Linked DNA regions of Bombyx mori: region 1 is linked to region 2. The links are chromatin contacts, called in public Hi-C maps. All regions are on one chromosome and are shown on one strand. Each heading gives the region's core, a stretch centred on a gene start, on an enhancer-like site or on the middle of the called end of the contact. The rest is flanking DNA. Distances are from core to core; before and after follow the strand shown. Region 1 overlaps LOC110385370 (fatty acid synthase). Region 2 holds the start of LOC101746004.

Region 1 (6,791 bases), core at 2,301-4,800, 68 kb before region 2:
TAAGACGTTTTAGGAGTCCGCGCGGGTGGGTACTACCACCCCTGCCTATTTCTGTCGTGAAGCAGTAATGCGTTTCGGTTCGAAAGGCGGGGCAGCCGTTGTACTTTAAAATATGAGACATTACAACTCATATCTCGAGGTGTGTAGCGACATTTGCGTTGTAGATATTTATGGGCTCTGGTAACGACTTAAGACGATGACCTCGTCTACCCATCTACTCAACAACAACAAAATCTAATAAACATTATTTTGCTAATTTATTACAAAACTGAAAAATAAATTTTGAAAAAACTGTGACAACAGATTTGATTTTTGATTTGTTACTATTCATATTTCTATCCCTTGCAACGCCTGCTTTGGTTTATGGGTAATGCGACCAAACCATGACTGAACATTCGCACACGGTGTACGACAATCGAGAGGTGGCATGATGTCGGCCTATTTAGGTAGTTAATTACGTCAGGATATACACGCACCGAGGTGCAGCGCCATCTCGAAGGCCACGGCGGCGCCGAAGGAGTATCCCAGCAGCAGGTAGGGCTGGTGGGGGCGCACGGTGCGCACGTGCGTGACGTAGTGCTCCGCCAGCGCCGCCATGGAGGACAGCGGCGCGCCGGCCGCGCACTGCAGCCCGAACACCGCGCCCGCCACCTCGCTCGCCACGCCGCGGAGCAGGTCCACCACGCCCTCTATAGGGTGCACCTACGGACGAAAATATACCTTTATCAATTAAGAATTTTATTTTACAAATTATCTATCCTTCTTCTTCTTCTTCTTCTTATCAGCCCACAGACGTCCACTACTGGACATAAGCCTCCCCCCCAAGCCTCGCCACAAAGACCGGTCCTGCGCTGCCTGCATCCAGCGGATCCCCTAGACTATCGACTACTCCGGAACCACTAGTATCTAGTAATAAATGACAGCTATTGGTGTTAGAACGTCTTGCGAGGCCTCGCGGGTAGATACCACCACCCCGCCTATTTCTGCCGCGAAGCAGTAATGTGTTTCCGTTTGAAGGGTGGGGCAGCTGTTATAAATATAGTGAGACCTAAGAACTGATATCTCATATCTCAAAGTGGGTGGCGGCATTTACGTTATAGATAGGACTCCGGTAACCACATGACACCAGGTGGGCTATGAGCTCGTCCACCCATGTAAGCAATTAAAAAAAAGCTATCGAAGTTGTATTTAAAGCCCTTACCATGAAGACAGGGGGTGCCTCAGCAGAAGGCGGCTGTGCGCTGGGCAGTTTCACGAGGGTCTGCTTGGGCATGAGTTCTCCGAGCGCCGCGAACTGCACCAGGTCGGCGGGGCCGCGGGGGGTGTCGGCGCCGGCCCCCTCCCCCTCGCTCCCCACCCCCGCCATCACCTTCAGCCGACCGAAAGTCAGGGCTCGGATTTCCTGGACTCCCAGGACCACGTCGTACCCTCGCTCTAATGTCTGTTTGATCTCTGCGCCCATCAGAGAATCCATTCCGAGTTCAGCTAGATTAGCGGATTCGGACACCTGCATATGGGTAATGAGGGATGGTAAAATCACTAATTTATTACATATTCGTTTTACATACATATATAGACGTATATAGGTGCTGACAACATTTCCAAAACTTATCTCGAAACGGTCCCCTTATCGGCCTTGTGTTTTTTTTTGGGGTTGGGTAAGACAGTAAAAATTAAGTCTTATGCTTTGGAATGAATGATCTCCAAAATTCATTAAGACCAAATGGACCGTGAGATCATTTATTCACCTTATAGCACACCCATATCTTAGATTTTAAAATCAATATGAACCAACTTCGCACCATCCTTTAGTGTTTTCAGGCCGACGAGTAGGCCAGAGTGTGACCAAGCAGTTAATAGCGCCCATAAATACAAAGGCAAAACTGCCCACCTTATTTATTTCACTCCAAAAGATGACGTGCTAGTTTCAATGACGGTTTGATCTTTCAGACCCTACAATACACACCGAAAAGACCATTAAGTTTGGTGGCATAATATGCAAACAAGCAGCACACCTTGCTAGGATCCTTGATGCCCAGTATGTTGGCCACAGCGTGGACCAGGTCCTGCTTGGGCGCCTGCTGGGCGCGCCGCTTGTCTGCGAGCACCATGCTGGCGGCCACGGCGTGGGGCTGGGCCAGCAGCGCGCCCAGCGCCTCCATGCAGGACGCGATGCGCTGCGGGACCGTGCCCCCCACTTCCGTGTCGTCGCCGCCCATCGTCTCCACGATCAGACCGACCTCACCTGATACGTCATTTATTCAATATTTAGAGAGTTACAAACTATATCGATATGTTGGGAATCGTGTGATTCGATACACAATTAAAAAATTAATGTTATTAACTTGTACGAATTTTTTTTTATTTTTTATTGTAAAAGCACGTAATTACGTACACTAAAGCGTAACGGTCTTGTGTTAAGGGAATGTGTGTTATTTTTTTAATCAACGAAAATAAAATGACTTTTTTTTTTTTATTGCTTAGTTGGGTGGACGAGCTCACGACCCACCTGATGTCAAGTGGTTACCGGAGCCCATAGACATCTACAAAATAAATGCCGACACCCACCTTGAGATATGTGTTCTAAGGTCTCAGTATAGTTACAACGGCTGTCCCGCCCTTCAAACCGAAACGCATTACTGCTTCATGGCAGAAGTAGGCAGGGTGGTGGTACCTACCCGTACGGACTCACAATACATCCTACCACCAGACTTGAATTAAGACAGGCTGAACTCATACATCGTAGAGAATTACATTAACATTAACGTCCGTCACAACTAGACTGGTTATTTTATTGTGTACTAGCTGACCCGGCAGACTTCGTAGTGCCTCAATCGATAAAAGACCTAAGCTTTTATAGAAAATAAACTTAAAAAAAGAAAGATGTGGTGTCGTGGGACACCAGGTAGGAACGAAGTTCCTTCGGCTTAGTAGAATCGACACAATTTGGAAAAAAAAAATCGTGCTCAATTTTATGTAGGTTTTCTTGATTTTTCTCTTAAATTTTGCTGATTAGTTTTTATTTAAGTGCAGGCAAGTATGTAAAAGTAAAAGAAAGAGGGAGAAAGAGAAAGGTATTATACACTACTCGCTTGTGTATGCGACTGTCGCGCCTGCGCACGTCTCATTTAACGGTTTTATTCCACGCACTTTTTTCCACGGATTTTTTCTTACGGTTTTACTATCACATTTTTTTCAGTTCGGTCGCGCACATAATCCCTATCCCCTCCAAGCCTGCCGTAAGGAACTTCGTTCCAATTAAACAAATAAAGGAATCCGTGTGACGGCGTATACATCAAAGGAAAAATAAAATTGTTATTTTTATTTAATTCCGAGAATTTCCATATTTATCTACCTTTTAAACATTCTCTGGACTTCCACGAATAATTCAAGACCAAAATTAGCCAAATCGGTCGGTATATATATATAGATATGTAGGTACAATGTCGACACGACAATCGACCGGACTCACCGATGGCGCCCCACTGCACGGCCAGGCCGGGTAGCCCGTCGGCCTGTCTCCTCTCCACGATCCGCTCCATGGCGGAGTTGGCGAGGCCGTAGTTGCTCTGTCCGGGGTTGCCGCGCCCGCACGACACCGACGAGAACACCACGAAGTACTCCAGCTCGGGGGCCAGCTCCCGGCTCGCCGCGTCCAGGGCCTTGGTAGCTGCGGGGTCACCGGGGAAGGTTAGTGACGCTGGGGACTTGGATCGATACAATCCTGACAACCCTCGACCAAACAAAGCTTCATTATCAATCATCAAGAAGACATGACGGGGCTACAAATTGTTTTTTGGCAGCGTAACGTTTAAATACACTGGTGGTGGGACCTTTTGTGAGTCAGCGCGAGTAGGTACCACCATCCTGCCTGAAGCAGTAATGCGTTTCCGTTTGAAGGGAAGCCGTTGTAAGTATACTTGAGACCTTAGAACTTATATCTCAAGATGAGTGACGCATTTACGTCGTTGATGTCTATGGGCTCCAGTAACCACTAAACACCTAGTGGGCTGTGAGCTCGTCCACCCATCTAAACAAGGGTCTATCGTGTAACTGACCGTCGATCTTGGGCTTGGCGACGGTCTGGAAGTCGGCCGGCGTCTGCTTGTCGAGGAAGGCGTCCCGGAGCACGGCGGCCAGGTTGAACAGTCCGCCCACGGGCCCCAGCGCGGCGGCGGCCTGCAGCAGCGCGCGAGCGCCCTCCGCCGTGCTGCTGTCCGTGCGCGACACCAACACCTGCACGCCGCGCGAGCGCCACCTGCACACACACACGGCTTGTAAGCAATGAGCCACAAGACCACTGGCATATCGCCTTTTCGCATTAAAAGTGTACAATTTCCAAAAATATTCGAAATTGAGTTAATATACGTTAAACATTTGGTATCACCAGTATTTTTCTTATAAATATTGTCAAAAGAGCGTAATTTAGTTTTAGTTTTTTTTTTAGTTTACCTGTGTTTTGACTACTATTAACAAAATTAATACATAATTTTATGTTACTTTAAAAGACAGATAATGTAACTGATAAAAAATAAAAAAATAATATTACAAAGATGATTAATATTGAAAATATTACATGTTAAACCTTACAAACGTTCTCCCGTAAAATTAGTAAGTTTTGAGATTATTACAGCTTTAATGCGAGAAGACGATATGTTCTTACTCGTTTTACGGTTTACTCTTAGGTCATATATCAGATCATCCTATTTCTGACGCGGCAGGAGTTATACATTTCGATTTGAAGGGCGCAACAACGGCTAGAGCTTATGATGTAGCCAATGGACTCCGGTAACCTCTAAATGATACCAGATGAAAAATTCAAGCATAAGAAATTCGAGAAAAACAAGATATGAAATATACGTTGCCTCACCTGCGTATGCACCAGGCCTGGTATCCCGTGCGCACTCCGCTGCGGGAGTTGAGCACGAGGCGAGTGGCTCCGCGCACGATCAGCCACTGAGCCAACTCCAGTCCGAACCCACCCAGTCCACCTGAGGAACAACGTGACCTTGGAAGAGAACTTACTAGACACGTCACCATCTCATCTGACCTTCACTGGCATTGGAACATGGGACTTAAAAGAAAACTATTGAAGTAGTACCAAATTTAACAAATATATTTGTCGTATCACATATCACACGTGTTGGACCTGAATTACTCAGAGACTGCTTCTTCGTTTTTTTAATTAAAATTGAATATTATTTTAAAAGTGAATGTGATTATTTTCCATTACAAAGTTTCAACTATCAACCACAATAAAAATATAGTAATAAAATTTTTACTATAATTTACTAAGCGTTTACTTCTTTTGAGGTTAGAATTGCAATGACAAGCCCTGCAGACGAACATGTTACTCGATGCGAATGACGTCACGCAGGCACGTAATGACGCCTTAAGTTTATATCATCACATTCAGCTTATTGGTACCGTAAGCGAAGCTTAATGGCGTAGATACGACGCTTGTATGTCTAAGTTTTGATGAAAATATAGAGTTGCAATTTCCTCATAACTGAAAATGTATTCGATCAGGTTGCTGTTGTGGAATACGTACCGACGAGTACGTACGTCCTGGCCGGGTGGAAGTAGGTGCGGGGCGCAGCCACCATCAGCCGGGCGGCAGGCCGCGCTCCGTCCGCCTCCTCCTCGCGGACTCGGATCACTACCTTGCCGATGTGCTTCCCTGCAGCCATGTATCTGGAGACAATATACGAACCGTCAGGGCGATGAGAGAGAGAGGGAGAGAGAGATAGAAAGAGAGAGATATATAGAGACAGAAAGAGAGAGAGAGAGAGAGAGAAAAAAAGACGATAAAAAAAGAGATAAAGAGATAAATACACTGTTGTGTAGGACCCGATAGTGTTCAGTTTAAAAATTCATAGCAGGTATTTCGGTGAAACAGGCCGGTGGGGCTGCGCTCGTACCTGAATGCGGGCTCGAGCTGCGTGTCGGAGAACACGGTGGCGGGCAGCGGGCGCACAGCACCGGCCGCCAGCCCCGCGCTCACGCAGCGCACCACCGCCAGCTTGTCCGGGTGCTCGCTGTCCGCATCGAACAGCGCGTCCAGCAGGATGCCGTGGAATGTTGTGTTCTTCAGGAAGATCGACATGCCCTGGCGGAGACACTCGCGCTGTGCTTTACGACTCTTTATGTTTCGTGAACATACTTGTCCACAGACCACTTGCACATCGAGGGACTAATGTCGTTCAACAAAAATGAATCCTGCACTCTATAATTGCATAATTTCTTGTGGCCGGACAAATACTACACACATTGTGACGTTTATGAGCGTTAGTAACAACCCAACAGTAGACAGTGAGAGGAGTACGGCAGCCCAAAAACAGCAACTTTGTAATGCGCTTTGTTAGATATTAAATAATAGATGTTTGACGAAAAACTGAGTCACTTACCAGGGGCGTGTCGTCGGAGAGATCCAGTTTACCGATCTCCAAGAACCGTCCGCCTTCAGCGAGGCAGCGCACCGACGCGTGCAGCTTGTCCGCCGCCAGCGAGTTGAGCACCAGGTCCACCCCGCGGCCGCGCGTGCGCCGCATCACCAGCTGCTCGAAGGACGTGTCCCGAGAGTTGCCGATGTTCTCTTCGGGCAGCTTCGGGAATCGTTGGCGCAGGAAGGCCCGCTTGTCCGGCGTGCCGACCGTGGTGAACACGTCGCAGCCGGCGTGCAGGGCGATGGCGATGGCCGCCTGCCCCACCCCGCCCGAGCCCGCGTGCACCAGCACGGCGTCTCCGCGCCTCATGCCCCCGCGGACCGCCAGCGCGTAGTACGCGGTGGC
Region 2 (6,667 bases), core at 492-2,991:
ATTCATTAGGGCCGAGTCACACCGGAATGGCAGCGGCCGGCAGCGTCCGGCAGCGGCCGGCGGCGATGCCAGCGGCCACTGGCAGCCTCGCGCGGCCTCCAGACTGCACGCGCCTAATCTCCTCTTGACTAGTTTAGTTTCATCATTCGGCAATGATCGTGTAATAAAAATGAAACCCGCAAAATTATAATTTGTGTAATTACTGGTGGTAGGACCTCTTGTGAGTCGACGCGGGTAGGTACCACCGCCCTGCCTATTTCTGCCGTGAAGCAGTAATGCGTTTCGGCTTGAAGGGTGGGGCAGCCGTTGTAACTATACTTGAGACCTTAGAACTTATATCTCAAGGTGGGTGGCGCATTTACGTTCTAGATGTATATAGGCTCCATAACCACTTAACACCAGGTGGGCTGTGAGCTCGTCCACCCATCAAAAGCAATAAAAATAAGCAATAAAATAAAATAAAAAAAAGCTTTTCTCTTAGCCATTTATTAAAGTTTACAGTATTCATGTCGCGGTGGTAGTCCGCCATTTTGGATTTAGTGCTAAAGACTAACAATGAGTTTGGCACAGGGCCTTTCTCTGATCCAGCATGTACAATTATATACCTTTTCCCTGTCGAAACATTTTCAATTGCACCACTTGTAGATGGACCTTGCCAAGACTTCTTGGGCTTGTAGTTTTTATGAACATAGGTCTCGTATAAATAAATTATTGACTTTCCTTCTCTACGTTTCAAAGACATGGTTCTTAAAAACCGATGTCTCCAGGCAGATCTGTCATAACGTTCAATTAACAATGAACGCCTATTCTTATTTTTCTTAAATTCATAGCCATTGGACAAATAAGTGAGTTTCTCTGCATCCATTAAATCCAATGCTTTCTCTTAATTCCATTAACAGAACTCTCAACGTAAGAACTTGTTTTCTAACGATGTAAAATTCGTTAATTTTGTTACGAATAACATCTATATCGAAATTATCTAAGTCGTGAGCTTATGTGGCCGTTTTTTCCCTGGGGTATTCCAGACGCCTGCATTTACTGTACCTTCCTTTTTTATTTTTTTTAATGTTGTAACACTCACTTCTGTAAAGAATGATGAAACAGAATGATTACATAAGTGCTGCATTTATTAGATTATATCTTTATATAAACTTATGTACTTGGGAAAAACTTACCAGTGATTGAAGCTATTTTATCCAAGTATTAGTTCTGGGTTCTTATCCTGTCTTTTTGCTCCAAACCAGTCAGTTTTTCAATAGTTTTCACTATCTCATCAACCCCTGCTACATCCACCAGATTTTCTGTAAAGAAAACAAGTTGTGTTAAAATTACAATGTAACATTTATTAAGGTATGTTAGATAACAATAATGTATTATTATGAAGCTATTTAACGTAATATAAACTGAATATGGATCGAAATAGAGAAATAGTTTTGTAAAAATATAAATAATAATTACGATTTCAAACAATGTATCAACTTCTAAGTGTCATACTAACTTATGAAATTCAACACCACACGTAAACAATATTGTTTCTGTTTGAATACAGCGTTTTTCTCCTGTTGTTTTTATTCAAATTTAGAAATCATGCGAAACGACATCTCCCTCACTCCACTTTTAATAGTTTTATTCATTTTTGAGTTAGAAAAATGCTCAAAAAAGTCACAACAAATCACTAACTACTCGCAATCTTGTTTTGACCATAGACCTAATTCGAGTGTCTACTTTCGCTTGCCAGACTCTAGTGTTTACTACAAAATTTTTGGCAGAACGGGCCTTGTTTCTTTGCCTATGTCCTATGTAATAGATTAATCAAAATTAACAATAATGTAGGTACTTTCAAGTTTCAATCGGAGGTTTCAACTTTTTAAAAATATTGACAAGATTATTGGTAAAGATAAATATTAATAAATTTGTCATTTTATTAGTATAGCTTTTAAAGTATACTAATTTTATATATAACATGTCGTCGAAGCAGAAATGAGTACTAGTTTAATTAGATCCAGGGTAAGCTCAGAGCAACTGGACTTATTGTTGACTTTTATGGAAGAGCACCCTGATTTTGCAGCGGGCAAACAGGCAATTTATTCACGCTATAGTTCGAGTAAGCTTTGGAGGTTGCTGGCGGAGCGACTAAATGCTGCTGCTGCTGATACTGGAGGCGCAAGAAAGTCGCCTGATAAGTGGTCTCGCGTGAGTTTTATTTTTACTATCTTAAGCACGAGCGCATATAGCAGAGCAATCCCGTGCAAGTTCCTTTATTTGTTTAATACTGCATAGTTTTATATTTTAATCGCATATTAACCGTATTAGCTATATATTGTTAACTAAATTGTAAAAAAAATTTCAGTACTGGGTCGATATAAAATACAAGGCACGAAGAAAATCAGCTGCAGGTGGTGCCCTCGGTGACCTTTCCTCTGCCGAAGAGCGTCTCCAAAATATCTTCAACAATAGCAATTGTGTGTGTAAGTATAGTGAAGCTAAATTAACACTGCTATCTGCACGTATCATAATATTATTTGCTTAGTGTCAGAGTGCTAATTGGCTTGTCGTTCTTGACATTATCGGGAAATTATAAATTGTTAAGTTCTACTAATCTTATCGTTAGTTGTCTTAAGTTCTCAACTCTGTTTCCCTACTTTCATGAAATTTGAAAAATACGTAAATAAATTAAAAAAATTGTTTCTCTTAAATGTTTGATTATTTACATGTTCTTTGGCAATTTTTTTGTTGATTATTGTTCCAAGATACCAATAGAATACAAGATGCTAAACTGCTGTCACCTGCCACTGAGCGATACTATGCTCATAACACAACTGTAGTGTGGTTGGCCTTTGACCCCTATTTTGTACAAGATAAGACTGAGATGTGGCTGGCTGTTAGCTGCTATTTTGCACACAACATCACTGTGTTGTCCTCAGACAGCAAAGGGTTAAAATGTGTGTCATTTTGAAAATGCTACAATGCAATGTCTTACTATGACAATATAACTTTGTTATCGATCGTTAACAATGTTGGCTGGGTTATTACAAAAACATCTTGGGAAAATTCCAACACCTTCAACAATCAATCAATAATCAATAAATGAAATGTATTTGCATTTTCAGTTTCTCTTAGATGGTTTGGGCGAGTTGATTTATGCTATCAATTTTGTTTTTTTTTCACAGCACACACACCAAGAGGGGGGAGCCACTCTGATGAAGATCGTAAACTGACTCCACTAGACGACGACATGCGTTCTGATACTTCAGTTCCGTCAACTTCTGATGCTCCTCGACCAAGCACTGAGGAGTTACTTGCTGAAGCTGCAATGCGTAGTGCCTTAGCTGCTGAGAAACAGGCAGAATCTGTTGCCCAAGCTGTCGATCTTCTTAGAGATATAGTGACATTGTTACGAGAGAGAAACCATCAACAATCTCAACCACCTCCTCAGACACATCAGGAACCAACAGTGCAAGTGTACCAGCATCACCACAGATTGTGATTCATCAAGGAATTTCAACTATAAATGGTATTTGTTCAGATATATAAAGTTTTAATATTTAATTAATTAATCTATTCAGTAAATAAAAAAAGTAATAAGCTTTATATAAATTTCTTAATGCCAGATATATAGATACTCCATGTTAATCTACCTAATTGGTGTTCAGCCCATATTCACCAAAGACAAATTGAGAGGGGTTATAGAAGAAATCACAACATCATTGTTAAACCTCATGATTTATTTCTCACATTGTATCAATCTAACTATGTGCATCAAAAACAACAGACCTCATTATATTTACTAGTGTCGTCAAGTCATTGAGTGGCGGCTCTGGTTAGACTGTGTAATCGTGGCACTGCTAACCCAAGTTTGTTTGTGACATCCTGATAGACTTCATCTGCACGCTGGCGAGCCCGGACGGCGCCGTGCTGCAGCACAGCTTGCAGGAAGGCTGGCTGGGCTTGCAAACTGACTGCCCGTTCCCGTACAGGCCGCAGGGCTTCACAGAGAGCATTTGCAACAACACCTTTATACTGCGCCGTTGTCATACCATCTGATTCTTCAACTACTTCTTCAGGGAGTTTATCTTCAGCAAGGCAGTGTAGTTTTATAAGATTTGATACTCCGGGCCGTTCTTTTGGATCATATGTAACCTGGATTAACAGACAATTATTTGCTTTGAAGTAATACAGATGTGATTGGTTAATTTGATTGGTGATTAGTTATTTAGGTGGGTGATAAATATATTAAAACAATAGAAATAAGTTACTAGTAAGCTGATGTATATATAAGTAGGATGTAAGGATTATGAAGTTGTGTACATTTCTGAAATAAATGTGCACTTATATCAGCGTTTTTCAAAGTTGTATATTATTATATTATCTGCTCCTCTCTCTCTCCCTTAAAGGGTGAATTAGGGTTTCAAAGTTTATATGGGGAGTGTAATTTCATGGTACTTCCTTCCTAATAAGGCTTCTTATACATTGTTTAGGAAAAAATATTATAATTCAAATACGTCATTACTGTAATGTAGTTCCATATAATGACTCATTTAAAAAGTCACCATGAACAATTAAAAGAAAGCTACCTAAAATGTTTTATGGTTTAAATTATTTTAAATCTCTTTTATGAATCAGAAATTTGCTCGACTAATTATGATTAAAATAAATAAGTTCTTAAATAATTATCAATATTACTATCCAGAGGACTAGAGTATAATAGTAATACACTAGTTGATTCTAAAGCAATATGGTAAATTGTCAAAGGACTACAATATGTTACTGCTATTAGTTTACATAGAGCTGTCTATGTATTTGTATTTAATTATAAGTGTCACTGACTTTTGAATTATTCGTTTTCCCAAATTAATGATAGTTTGTTTAGTTTATTCACTAGCGCATCATTGTGTACACATAATTTTAATATTGAGAATCAATCGTGGATAAATGTAATGGGAAAATGTATATTTCAATATTATTTTATTAAAATTATTGAATCTAAATCCTTATACTTAAATATCCTTAAGTAACATGATAATATAGTAAAAGTATAAAATAAATAATTTTTAAATATTTTGAATTTTAATGAGGTATTACGTTATTAAAACCTTTTATGTACTGCCATAATAAATCTCAGAAAAAAATTATTGAATGATTTTTTTTGTTTAGATGGTGGAACGAACTCTGGCCCCAATTGTTATTAAGTGGTTACCGGAGCCTAAAGATATTGTAACATGAATGTCAGCATCACTAAAATATGAGGTTTCAGGAGAAATTGTATGGTTAATGAGACCAATCCCAATGACACATCTGTGCGACTCACCACACGTCTTACTATTAATAAATAGTCGTGGGCAAAGGTCCCGTATGAAAAATAAGCTATTGAAGATAAGCGAGAGCATTGGTGGATCTTTAAATTTCGCACACATTCATTGCACGCTCTAAAAAAAACTGACTAGTAATTGCAACTTTCGTATAAAACTAAATAATTAAATAGAAGAAAAAAATACATAATTTGGAGCCTGGTGACAGGAACCATAAATAAAATACTATGAACCTGTGGAGTAAAATCTGTGACTGCTTTCCGAATTTTCTTGTGAATAACGTCATCCGTGTCGCTCAGCAAGATCCTGGATTTCGGATCAGAATCCGATTTGGACATTTTCTTTGTTGGATCCCTTAGGCTCAGTATTCTATCGCTACCGTCGTCTGTGAAGTGTTTGATACAATTTCATAACGATTGCATTTTCTATTAATACTACTGTAGTAGCTAGCATGTCGTAGTGACCTAAAAGGATCAGACGCGCGGTGTAAGTTGTAAGTTTCTTGTCATGGGCATATCAGAGATATTTAAATTTACAGTACTTTTTACTGTAACTTGCGACAGTTAGCGCTTGAGTAGTTTTAACAAATTAGCTCGTCACAATGGGCATGCCCCATGCTTGCTTGCTTGGTATAGTATAATACGTTCAGTAGGTAGGAGACAGGAGACCATTGTGGCGGGTAGCCGTCACACAACACAAGATATTTGACAGATACCTGGATCTTACGACATTTTCAAGATAAGATTGCACTTAAACAAGTTCCGAACAACAATATTCGGACCGTCGGTCTACCGAGCAATATCACACGCTCAGTGTGCTTAGTGCGAGTTTCTTAACGTTCTCGATAGCGTAAAAGTTAACTCTAATTTGTATTGAGATGGAACGTTTCCCTACGTTTGTCGCTAGGGGCGCTGTTCCAACTACACACAAATTTGAGTAAACTTTTACGCTATCGAGAACGTTAAGAAACTCGCACGAAGCCCCCTGTGGAAGATCTTTTCTTTCGTTGTAAACCTCCCAAATCATGTTAAAGATTACGAGAGAATGTATACAGGTAAAATTCCTAAAGGTATATTAACACTGGTGGTTTTAAGAACATAGTCTGGCAAACCTGGCAATAGGGGTCTCGGTGTTGGGAATGTCTTTCCGTATCTATGATGGAAGGTCTTAACCAACTGCGAGGCAACCTGCAGGTGTTGTATCTGATCAGCGCCTACAGGAACGTGGGTACCGCGGTAAATCAACACGTCAGCTGCCTGTCAATATAAATCAAATAAAGTTTTTTTTACGGAAAACAAATAGCATGTTTAAAAAGAGACGCACGTAGGTTTTTGACCTAACCTAAGGGACTATTCCAG

Evidence for each region. Hi-C and Micro-C count contacts between places; a contact is called where the count stands out from the background.
Region 1: a contact with region 2 is called in a Hi-C map of whole pupa, with 4 times the contacts expected there. The contact joins the enhancer-like site here to the promoter of LOC101746004 in region 2. A contact is called at or near these places in 3 of 7 Hi-C or Micro-C datasets (midgut, posterior silk gland and whole pupa).

Annotation. Positions count from the first base shown.
Region 1 is chr11:19,360,525-19,367,315 of ASM3026992v2, reverse strand. LOC110385370 (fatty acid synthase) reads right to left here. Exons shown (of 26, transcript XM_062671277.1): 15 at 6,408-6,791; 16 at 5,922-6,109; 17 at 5,552-5,694; 18 at 4,871-4,991; 19 at 4,059-4,258; 20 at 3,473-3,670; 21 at 2,016-2,245; 22 at 1,202-1,507; 23 at 477-702. Among protein-coding and RNA genes, the nearest start is that of LOC101743597, 11 kb to the left of the region's middle. Within about 2 kb of position 3,550, at least 1 of the 8 cell types and tissues checked has open chromatin away from gene starts, as enhancers often do.
Region 2 is chr11:19,290,855-19,297,521 of ASM3026992v2, reverse strand. It overlaps LOC101746004, which reads left to right and starts at 1,741. Exons shown (of 4, transcript XM_004927122.5): 1 at 1,741-2,193; 2 at 2,351-2,468; 3 at 3,171-3,514; 4 at 3,878-5,058. The coding sequence starts at 1,981. The coding sequence ends at 3,487. It overlaps LOC105841763 (a long non-coding RNA gene), which reads right to left and starts at 1,678. Exons shown (of 3, transcript XR_009974370.1): 1 at 1,459-1,678; 2 at 1,176-1,301; 3 at 471-1,083. It overlaps LOC101745867 (tryptophan--tRNA ligase, mitochondrial), which reads right to left. Exons shown (of 6, transcript XM_004927121.5): 4 at 6,421-6,565; 5 at 5,543-5,694; 6 at 3,705-4,140. The coding sequence ends at 3,802.